Regions from separate parts of the Mus musculus genome. Here region 1 is linked to region 2. The links are chromatin contacts, called in public Hi-C maps. All regions are on one chromosome and are shown on one strand. Each heading gives the region's core, a stretch centred on a gene start, on an enhancer-like site or on the middle of the called end of the contact. The rest is flanking DNA. Distances are from core to core; before and after follow the strand shown. Region 1 overlaps Lpp (LIM domain containing preferred translocation partner in lipoma). Region 2 overlaps Lpp (LIM domain containing preferred translocation partner in lipoma).

Evidence for each region. Hi-C and Micro-C count contacts between places; a contact is called where the count stands out from the background.
Region 1: a Hi-C map of bone marrow-derived macrophages shows a contact between it and region 2, with 2.2 times the contacts expected there. The contact joins two enhancer-like sites. A contact is called at or near these places in 2 of 484 Hi-C or Micro-C datasets (bone marrow-derived macrophages and cortical neurons) and 1 of 9 other capture datasets (pancreatic islet).

Annotation. Positions count from the first base shown.
Region 1 is chr16:24,888,642-24,893,165 of GRCm38.p6, forward strand. Lpp (LIM domain containing preferred translocation partner in lipoma) reads left to right here. Exons shown (of 13, transcript NM_178665.5): 10 at 1,149-1,318. Among named protein-coding and RNA genes, the nearest start is that of Gm22672, 6.7 kb to the left of the region's middle. Within about 2 kb of position 3,105, at least 35 of the 459 cell types and tissues checked have an H3K27ac peak or open chromatin away from gene starts, as enhancers often do. A contact at or near this core is called in bone marrow-derived macrophages, where this site is marked.
Region 2 is chr16:24,724,746-24,729,454 of GRCm38.p6, forward strand. All of the region lies in intron 7 of Lpp (LIM domain containing preferred translocation partner in lipoma), which reads left to right. Among named protein-coding and RNA genes, the nearest start is that of Mir28a, 100 kb to the right of the region's middle. Within about 2 kb of position 2,571, at least 18 of the 459 cell types and tissues checked have an H3K27ac peak or open chromatin away from gene starts, as enhancers often do. A contact at or near this core is called in bone marrow-derived macrophages, where this site is marked.

The sequences.
Region 1 (4,524 bases), core at 1,855-4,354, 160 kb after region 2:
TGTTGGCAATTCATGAAGCTAGGTCTATGACCTGCAAAAGGCTGCAGGTCCTTGTTGATATTCCTAGTTGCCTATGGTTATCTAGTAGGATCTTGTTTCTGCCTAGTAGACATGAACTATAAGGAGTCAAGGTGACTATGGCCCTTACGATCCCAGGGTATTGGGTTACAGAAGCTGCCACTCAGAGTAATACACACCCTGTCCCATTATTTACTTTCTTTCCTTCTGGTCCTGTAGTTTGAACACATGATCCTAGTATATATTAAGCAAATGCTCTATCACTGAGCTATACCTAATCCTAAAATTTTATGCTAGATTATAGTCTGTTACTGTTTAAATGTTAATATGTTCTTTAAAATCTAATCTGATACACACACACACACACACACACACACACACACACACTGTAGCTTTATAGAACAGACAGTGAGAAGCAGGTTCTTAAGGAACTCCCAACCATACAGTATATGGTGCCATTAAGTGATGTAGATATGTTCAAACTAAGTGCAGACTCAGAGGCAGTGCTGACTGGACTCTAGTCTCTTATATGATGTCAAGTGTGTGGAATGAGACTTGGCTTCAAGATCACCAGAAATCAGAACTAGAACCATGGGGAACGGTCAGGGTGGAGTTGCAGTAGTGGCTCCATGGAGAACAAAATGGTCTAGCAGCCTCAGTGCTCTGGAAACAGCTGACCTTCCCATCAGTGAGGGCCAGCTACAGAAGAGTCTGAATTTAGATATGAAGTCTGAATGTAGACAAGATACACACACACTAACTGATGTACTGACTCTTCCAGGGACGGAGGCTTTCCTGAATTGTTCTGTTCAGTAGATTGTGCTTTTCAACCCCAGTATCCTGAATCCTGCTCCTACCTGTATATGATTAGAGACAGTGCCCAGGCCCCTTCATCAAGCATATGAGTTTCCCTCCATTGCCTTCTCAGGAGCCTTAGCTGTCTGCTCAGTTGACTCTGGGAGATTCCCGCTATGTGCAGGGGAGATCTTGGTGGGCTTGCTACTTAATTCAGCAAAGGCAGTAATGCTATGTCTCTTGCTACTGCAGGATAAATCAGCTGTCTCCCTCATCTTGACTTCATTGGACAGGTCTAAGAATTCCTCTGTAACAAGCAACCCCTTATCTTCTAGGCCGTTGTGCCCGCTGTGGGGAAAATGTTGTTGGAGAAGGAACAGGATGTACTGCCATGGATCAGGTCTTCCACGTGGATTGCTTCACCTGCATTGTCTGTGATGTCAAGCTCCGAGGGCAGCCTTTCTATGCCGTGGAGAAGAAGGCATACTGCGAGCCCTGCTACATTGTAAGTTGCCACATTAGGTCTTCATCTGCTCTGTCTTATTTGACCAAATACAAGTCACTCCATATAAATGTCACCATCAGTTCTTTGACGTTCAAAAGATGTGTACACATGTAAATTGACATACTGTATTTTTTTCTATATAATTACAGTTCACATGAGGTCAAAAATTGTGTTAGGAGGGGGCTGCCTTTCAACCAAAGGTCAGCCAGAAAGCTGTCTTGCCTGTGTTTTTTATCCATGTATATAGGAACAGTATGTTCTCTGTCATGTATATGAAGGATTCCTGTTCTCAGAGTCATACAGTCTTATCATGCATTTGAAATCTCAGTATTTTAGGAAAGACTTAGCAGGTGGCAGAATTTGTCAATGGCCTTCTAAACTTCTGGACTAATTATCTCTGCAGAATCATTTTACCTCCCTAATCCCCCAGGTTGTCTATGGTGTAGAGAAACTCTTTATTATAAAGTATTAAAGAGAATTGCATTCTAATTCTGACTGAGCTAGAAATGGTTTTCTGTTTTAAAGAACAAAGCTATTTTTGAATAGCAAAACTTAGTGACTAAAAATAAATAACATTTCCTTAGCATTTTATATGGCTATTTAATCTATTTAGCTACCTTCTGATAGAGTAGATTACTTAATAAGAAAACTTTATACCCAAAGTAAATTCCTTTACTGTCATTCTGGTTTTGATCTATCTGTTGAACATATCCATGGAAAAGTAGTACTTTTTACAAACCTAAAAATTAGTCACAGTTGCACCCTCTGTCAAGGCATTTCAACAGCAAAGAAACCTTGAGAATAAGGGACTCAGAAATTTGTAGATCTCCAGAGTTTAATTTTATTGGAATTTCTGCCTTGGTTGATGTCTTAGTATTACTGCTACTGTGATGAAAAACCATGATCAAAGGCAGCTTTTTTAGGAAACAGTTCATACTTCCAGGTAGCAGTCCATCACTGATGAAAATGAGGGAAAGGCCATAGAAGGATGCTGCTTGGTGGCTTGCTCTCCATGGCTCCCTCAGCCTGATTTACTATAGAACATAGGACCACCAGCCCAAGGATGAGCTGAGCTCTTCCCCATTGACCACTAATGAAGAAAATGCCTTACAGACTTGCCTACAGCCAGATCTATGATGGCGCTTTCTTCATTGACGTTCCCTCCTTTCCAGTGACTCCAGCTTGTCTCAAGTTAACATAAAATTAAGCCAGCACAGTTGGTAACAAAATTCTGAAAACTCAAGTTCATTGAAACCCAAGGATGTGTGGCACAAAGAACAGTTCTCCACGACTGACATTTCTACGTTTCATCTCTTGGTTTCCATCTTACTTTGTTTTCCTTCCAGGAACAACTTAAACACATGTGGCAGCATTATAATCCCATCAGCTAAAGCAGGTGGGAGAGAAAGGAACTGTTTTCAGGTCACTCGCCTAACTGCTCTCTTTAGAAGTGAGACTAGAGACACAGGCGTAGGGTGGCTTCTGGTTACCATCAGTCAGAGTCACATTTCTTCCTTGTCCTGCGACTTGGGCAGTGCTGCATGTCACTAGCTGTTCAGACTGTAACGATAAGCATAGCAGTGCCCTGTCTATCTGGAAGCAGCAGCATCTACAATAAGAAAAAGTCTAGTCAGCAAAACCTCACCTCTTACATCATTCTACTCTTCAAGTACCACCCTGTGAAATCATTGTTGAAAAGAGGAAGGCCTTTTATAATTCTGACCTCTTTTAAGTGGGCTGCACTTTCTAGCGACTCAGGACAGCCTTGTGCAATCGTTTATTGCTGCAAGTTTTGGCAGCCAAGTCAGCAAAGCCTCGTCCAGCCATCTAGCTCTCGTCTAGCAGGGAGCAGTAACCTTTTTATAGCTCCTGTTTGGTCCCTTTTTACTGTGCCACTGATCATTGCTACTGTAACAATGCTTCTGTGGAAGGCATCTTAAGCTGTTTATTTTTATGCTTTGTAAGCAAAGGTCTTACATAAAATACTGGGAAACTGTAGCAGCATGCAAAGAACGTGAGTTTGAATAGAATTCAGTCAAAGCTTTCTGTCGTGGGCAAGTTACTTGCTCTTTCCAAGCCCTGGTTTTTCTTTCTCATCTATATACTGGACATAATGGGATATTTTTCCATCAGCTCCCTGAGGATGAAATGAGGCAACCCTTGTAAGCACCCTTAGTCTACTGAGGAAAAGCTATTCTACAAATGTTGCATCTGTACTTAGTAGTTAGGTTTGGGGACCTGTTCACCATTCCGTATGTGTGCAGTGAGACTCAGACTCACTTAGCTCAAGGAAGCTGGTTTGCTTCTTGGATATACCTATCTTCCATTTTTTTGTTAATGTTTGCTTACCTCGGTGCACAACAAAGCTTCAGTTTCATGTTTTTAGTCATTTTCTATAGTGTGGCAGATTCTATTATCCAGACTCTATTATATGATCCTTGAGATTGCTTAAGTCGCTGGCTCCCTCTGTTCAGGTTGTGTGTCATAGCACTCTGCACTTCAAGCAACGCAGAGTATGTGGGAAATATTTAATCATACACATGGAAGAGCTGAGTGAATTCAAATAATAGAGAACCTTACTATCCTTTCTGTGTTTTCTCCCCCTCATAAGACCCTGTCATTGAGGTCCTTGACTTAATGGCCTCCTTTCATAGCTACCCAGAAAGGTTGAAATCTTCTCAGACTTCAGTTCCATTTTACCTAAAGGCCCTCTCTGTTCAGAATCGATTCCAGGATGCAGCCTGGACCTCGTGCCCTTGACCGAGGTATCGGCACTTCCAACTCCTTCTAAACTTTCACAGTTCTGATAAGCTGCATCAGAACTTCAGAGGGAAACAGAGAGTGTGAATTAGAACAAGCTGCATGGCAGGTGGACTTAGTACAGGCGGTGCTAGGATTGCTTGTCTCTCCAGGAGCTAAAGTTCTAGAGCAGAAGACCCTGCTCGTGGGATCCAGCTTCGTATCACACGGCTCGACACAGGTGTCCCAAAGACATTGTGAATAAGACAAGACAAGCAAGTCCCTGGGTGCCAGTCCATGGGACTCTTTTCTTTCTGTTCTTGTGTTTGGTTTGTTGTTACTTAATTGATGGAATAAGATATAATAAGAATAGCAAAGGCAATGGCTTAGTTAATTATTTCTCTGTAAGCACCAACCACTCATGCTTGACTATTGATCCAGGAGTAAGGCCTCCCACCTGTAAAACA
Region 2 (4,709 bases), core at 1,321-3,820:
GAATACTGTCCCTCACTGGTCAGCAGTGTTCAACAAATGTCTTTATCTCTAGATGATTCATGGAAAAAGGCATGAAAGTATGGAGTATAAGACTGTATTGCCTACCCAGCCAGTTGTGGGAGTGAGCCTTGGCATCCTTGAGGCAGCAGAGAACAGTACCCCTCACATGCTTATACTTCAGCAATTATAAGCTCTTTCTCTCTTGAGTTTCTTCCCATTTCCAACTGATTGCTAAGAGTAAGGTGCCAAAAATCATTTACAAGTCACTGTCATCAAGACCATCAAAATGGATCATGAAGGTCAGCCTGGAAGATAGTCCTGGTGACAGAGTTCTTGTAATTGTTCCTGCTGGCCTTAGTGACAGTGTTATAGAGAACCATAGAATTACTGTGACTCTTGATAAAAACTTAACTCAAAAGACTAATCTCTAAATGCAAAGAATTCTTTAGACCACCAAGAAAGCCACATGTTGCTTTGTTTTTGCATTTATTCATCACAAGAAAGTGACATGCAATTTACTAAAACCAACATGAGTTGGTTTCATGTATATTTCAAACCATGTCTTTCAACAAGAATATAATAAAAATTTAATGAAGAAACAGTCATGATTTAAATGGTACTGATTTTGCTTCTAGAACTGTAATAGCTAAGAGTACATTTTATAGTAAGCAGTGCCTTTCATTATCACTCAAATGATAAGTTATTTAGTAGAGATTAATATTGGTAGGTACATTAACAAGGAAGGGGTTTTTGGGCCTTCGACTCAAAGTGAGTAGTTCTACAAAAAAAAGTTTGGGAGTTATCAGAAGTCTGAAGAACTTGAATTGTAGCAATATCAATATGATTTGCCTCAAATATATTTTATATATATTCTACTATCTTGAGCTGAAATTCTTGTCAGACAAATGTTTATTTCCTTTTTTTGTTGTTGTTTTTTTTTGTTTTGTTTTGTTTTGTTTTTTTGGTTGTTTTTTTCGAGACAGGGTTTCTCTGTGTATCCCTGGTTGTCCTGGAACTTACTTTGTAGACCAGGCAGGCCTCGAACTCAGAAATCTGCCTGCCTCTGCCTCCTGAGTGCTGGGACAAATGTTTATTTCTTTACCAATTTTTTTACTGGATTATGAAATTTAACAACAGGCAGAAGTCATGCTGTAAACTAAAGTAGGGAGCCTGAGTCAGAGCCCAAGTGACTCTAGTCATAAAAGCTCTCTACATCTGCCTACAGCAGACTGCATCCTTTTCTGTCATAGCTTGCTCATCAGACATTGAGAAAGGACCTTGCCACATTGTCTCAGTAGCCACCATTTCAAAGAGTTGATCTCTGTCTCAAGCAAAAGTACACTATTTGGAATTTGCAGTGGTTTGGGCTACTTATGTATAGTAATTTCCTCTTTGGTTCACAGCTCATTGGTTGCAAATATCTATGTGGCTCTGCCTACCCATAAAGATGTCAGGAACCTAGAATTATTTAGAATGAAGCATCCATAGTTTCTACCTTGTTAATGTTAACAATAGGTAGCAGCCTAGGACATTTCCTCTACGTGTGTACTATCATAATGTCCGAACATGGCTCACAGAATCAACTAAGTAGCATTCATAGGGCTCCCAGAGAAGAGAGGCCCCTTGGTCTTGCAAATTTTATATGCCCCAGTACAGGGGAATGCTAGTGGCAAGAAGTGGGAGTGGGTGGGTAGGGGAGCAGGGCGGGGGCAGGGGGAGTGTATAGGGGACTTTCGGGATAGCACTTGAAATGTAAATGAAGAAAATATCTAATACAAATTTAAAAAAAAAGAGGGGTGGCTCCCCGAGAGGGAAGCAGCAATCACGAAGCCTGTGCTGGTCTGTGCCAGATCCTCTTCATATATGCTATGGAGAGGATGTCTGACTCTTTAGAGTGTTCTTAGGTCCCTTCCCCCTTACTGAGTTGCCTCACCCAGCCTTGATGCAAGGATTTGTGTCTATTTTTATTTTATTTGTTATGTGCTGTTCAGCTGATATTATCCTTGGGCAGCCTGCTCTTTGCTGAAGGGAAACAGAGAAGGTTGGATCTGGGGGAGTAGGACATGGCTAGGAGGTGTGGAGGGAGTGTGAGTGCAGTCAGGATATATTGAAAACAAAAACAGAAAAAGAAAAGATATTTTAAAAATATCTTTTTCCATCATTTTAAAAATGAAATAAGAAATCAAGAATGGATGCATAGTGCCCTTCAAGCATCATAATGCACTACACTAGGCACGAAGAGAAACCAGGGTCCAACTACCATGCCCGGGAGTTGTACATTTATGCAAAGTTTTATGCTTCACTATAGACTATGGTTTTTCAAAAACGACTTTAGTAACTATTTGCAAATGCTTTGAACCCCCTTCCTACCCACTGCTTAAAGGTTGGGGAGGAAAGCTGGTCTATAGGACAATGGAGGTGTGGACCCATTTAGAAGTAATTCTTTGGGTGCTTCCCATCTTCATTGTTAGGATACCAGCAGTCCAGTTTAGTAGTGGCAGGATACCAGCAGTCCAGTTCAAAAAGTGTCACCAAATGCAATTCAGCCGTGGTGGCATGTTCCAGCATTAACAGCCAAGCCTCCACTAAGTCAGCATGAGTCAGCAGGAGGGACCAGGAGAAGTTCTCTGCCATGCCTCTCTCAATAAAGTGAAGATCAGCGAAGATACAAGACCAATGAAGCTTTGCACAGTAAGCAATGCAAGTGTCCCATCACTGTCTGTTGGGTCCTACTTATACTCTCTTCAAACATCACATGTCTTCCCATGAGTCTACATCATATGACACAACCAGAAATTTCCTCTTAAATTCACTTTACAATGGACCAGATTTTGTCTCAATTTTGGTTTGTTTGTTCATATTTCAAGGCTGGTAGTCGATCTAGAGCCTTAGAAATGTTAGGCATGCTACTGAGCTGTGTCTAAATATACAGAGGTTCTTTTTAATTCTTTTTCTGGCCTTCATTTTTAACCATAAAAAGAAACAAATACAGTTGAAGGTTTTCTGGAAAATATAACAATGAGCTATGTGATTCTCACAGTCTTCTAAGAAAGTCTATTTGTCTTGATCCTAGAACAAACACTTAGGAGGTTGAAATGTGTGACTCTTCACTTGATCTGAGCCAGAGGCCGAGAAGCACTAACCTTGCTTTATTCTTTGTCTCATCCTCTGATCTTACTTTATTTAGGACAGTGGTCAGTGGTAAAGAACTCTCATAATAGGTGAAGCTACCCAGATTTCCATTTCAATGTTCAATTTGAAGGAATTTCTAACACAAGTAAATGTAGAAAGATTATAATGTTTGCAATGACAGCTGAGGTGGCCTCTGTAACCCTTACTTTACGGAATGTATAGGGTCATCTGACCTCTTGTCAAGCAGAGTTGTGGATAGTGACACATTCCTTGACTCTGCAAGACAGGACTAACAGAGCAGCAGCCAGTGATCACCTGGTCACAATTCTGAGGAAGTGTTGAGAGAAATGGGGAGGGCAGTATTAAAGAAGATCTCTTGGCTGAGATAGAAATGTCCAATGTTTCAGAGAAGCCTTTGCCCTGAGATGAAAAACTGAGAGGATCTGGTCCCTTCCAACTCTTCTGTTGGAAAAGGGAAAGCCTTATGTTCTTAATGTGCTTGAAACCACCGTGCTCCCATCTAAAAATTTAGTATTTTCTTCTAGTGAGTCAGGTACTAAACAGATGCCCAGGGTCTACAATAGGTCCTCAGTGGGCAAAGAAGTCTCTCCAGCCCCTGATGCCCAGAAAGCTTCATCTCAGCTGTATCAAAAGTAAGTCTGCAAGCTTCGTTAGGCCCATGTAGCAGCTTCCAAAGGTCCCTAGGCCACATTACATCCCAAGCTGGAATAAAAGGCCTATGTAGTAGCTGCCTGCCTTCCTCACGAATCTCTTGCAGCCTTTAATTAACCAGTGTTCCTCAAGTGCTTTGGGCTCCCTGTTTGGGTAGATGTGACTGAAATGCAAAGTACCTTTCCTGCCTTATTTATTGCTCCAGCGAGCACGCTATATGCTGGCAGCATTTATCTTCATTTTAATTTTATCTCCCACAAATATAGGCATTAATTTAAATCACATACAGAACATAACAGTTTTTATAGAGGCAAACTTATTCCAGCGTGCTGCATTTTAATATCGCACTTTACCATCTTTTCTCACTTGATGCAAGAATAGTATCTCTTCCTGCTTCAGCGTTTAATCTCAGGACAACAGAAACTTTGACTGTGGATATTCTTTCTTACTCTCAAACTTTATCTGCCTCACCGCCTGGCTGTTGCTGACTGCAAGTTGTGTGTGTTTTGAGCACTGGTAGAAGTTTCTTCCATTCTATATCCCTTTGCCTTCCTAATTCTTGATCTGGGGGTGGAGAGTGGAGGATAAAGGGTCTTACAGCTACAGGTGAGCCCACCAGTACTTCCGGTACCTTTTCTAATAGTGACAGACAGCTGAGAGGCCCCAATCCTATAATACATATTTCAAAGAAGCTCTTGAGCATCATCCATGCCCCCTCTGTCCTTTTATTCAAATGAGGGTTTTCTGTCTTACTCATCGGGACTCACGAAGCCATCTTATGCCACTTGAGTCTTCCCTGAGGGAATGTGTACTCGGTGGGCTCCTGTGTTTGACTAAGAAACATTCTAGTTAGCTGTCATACCCTCAGCAAGGATTCTTTCCCCATCCTTAATTTGTTGCTTGAA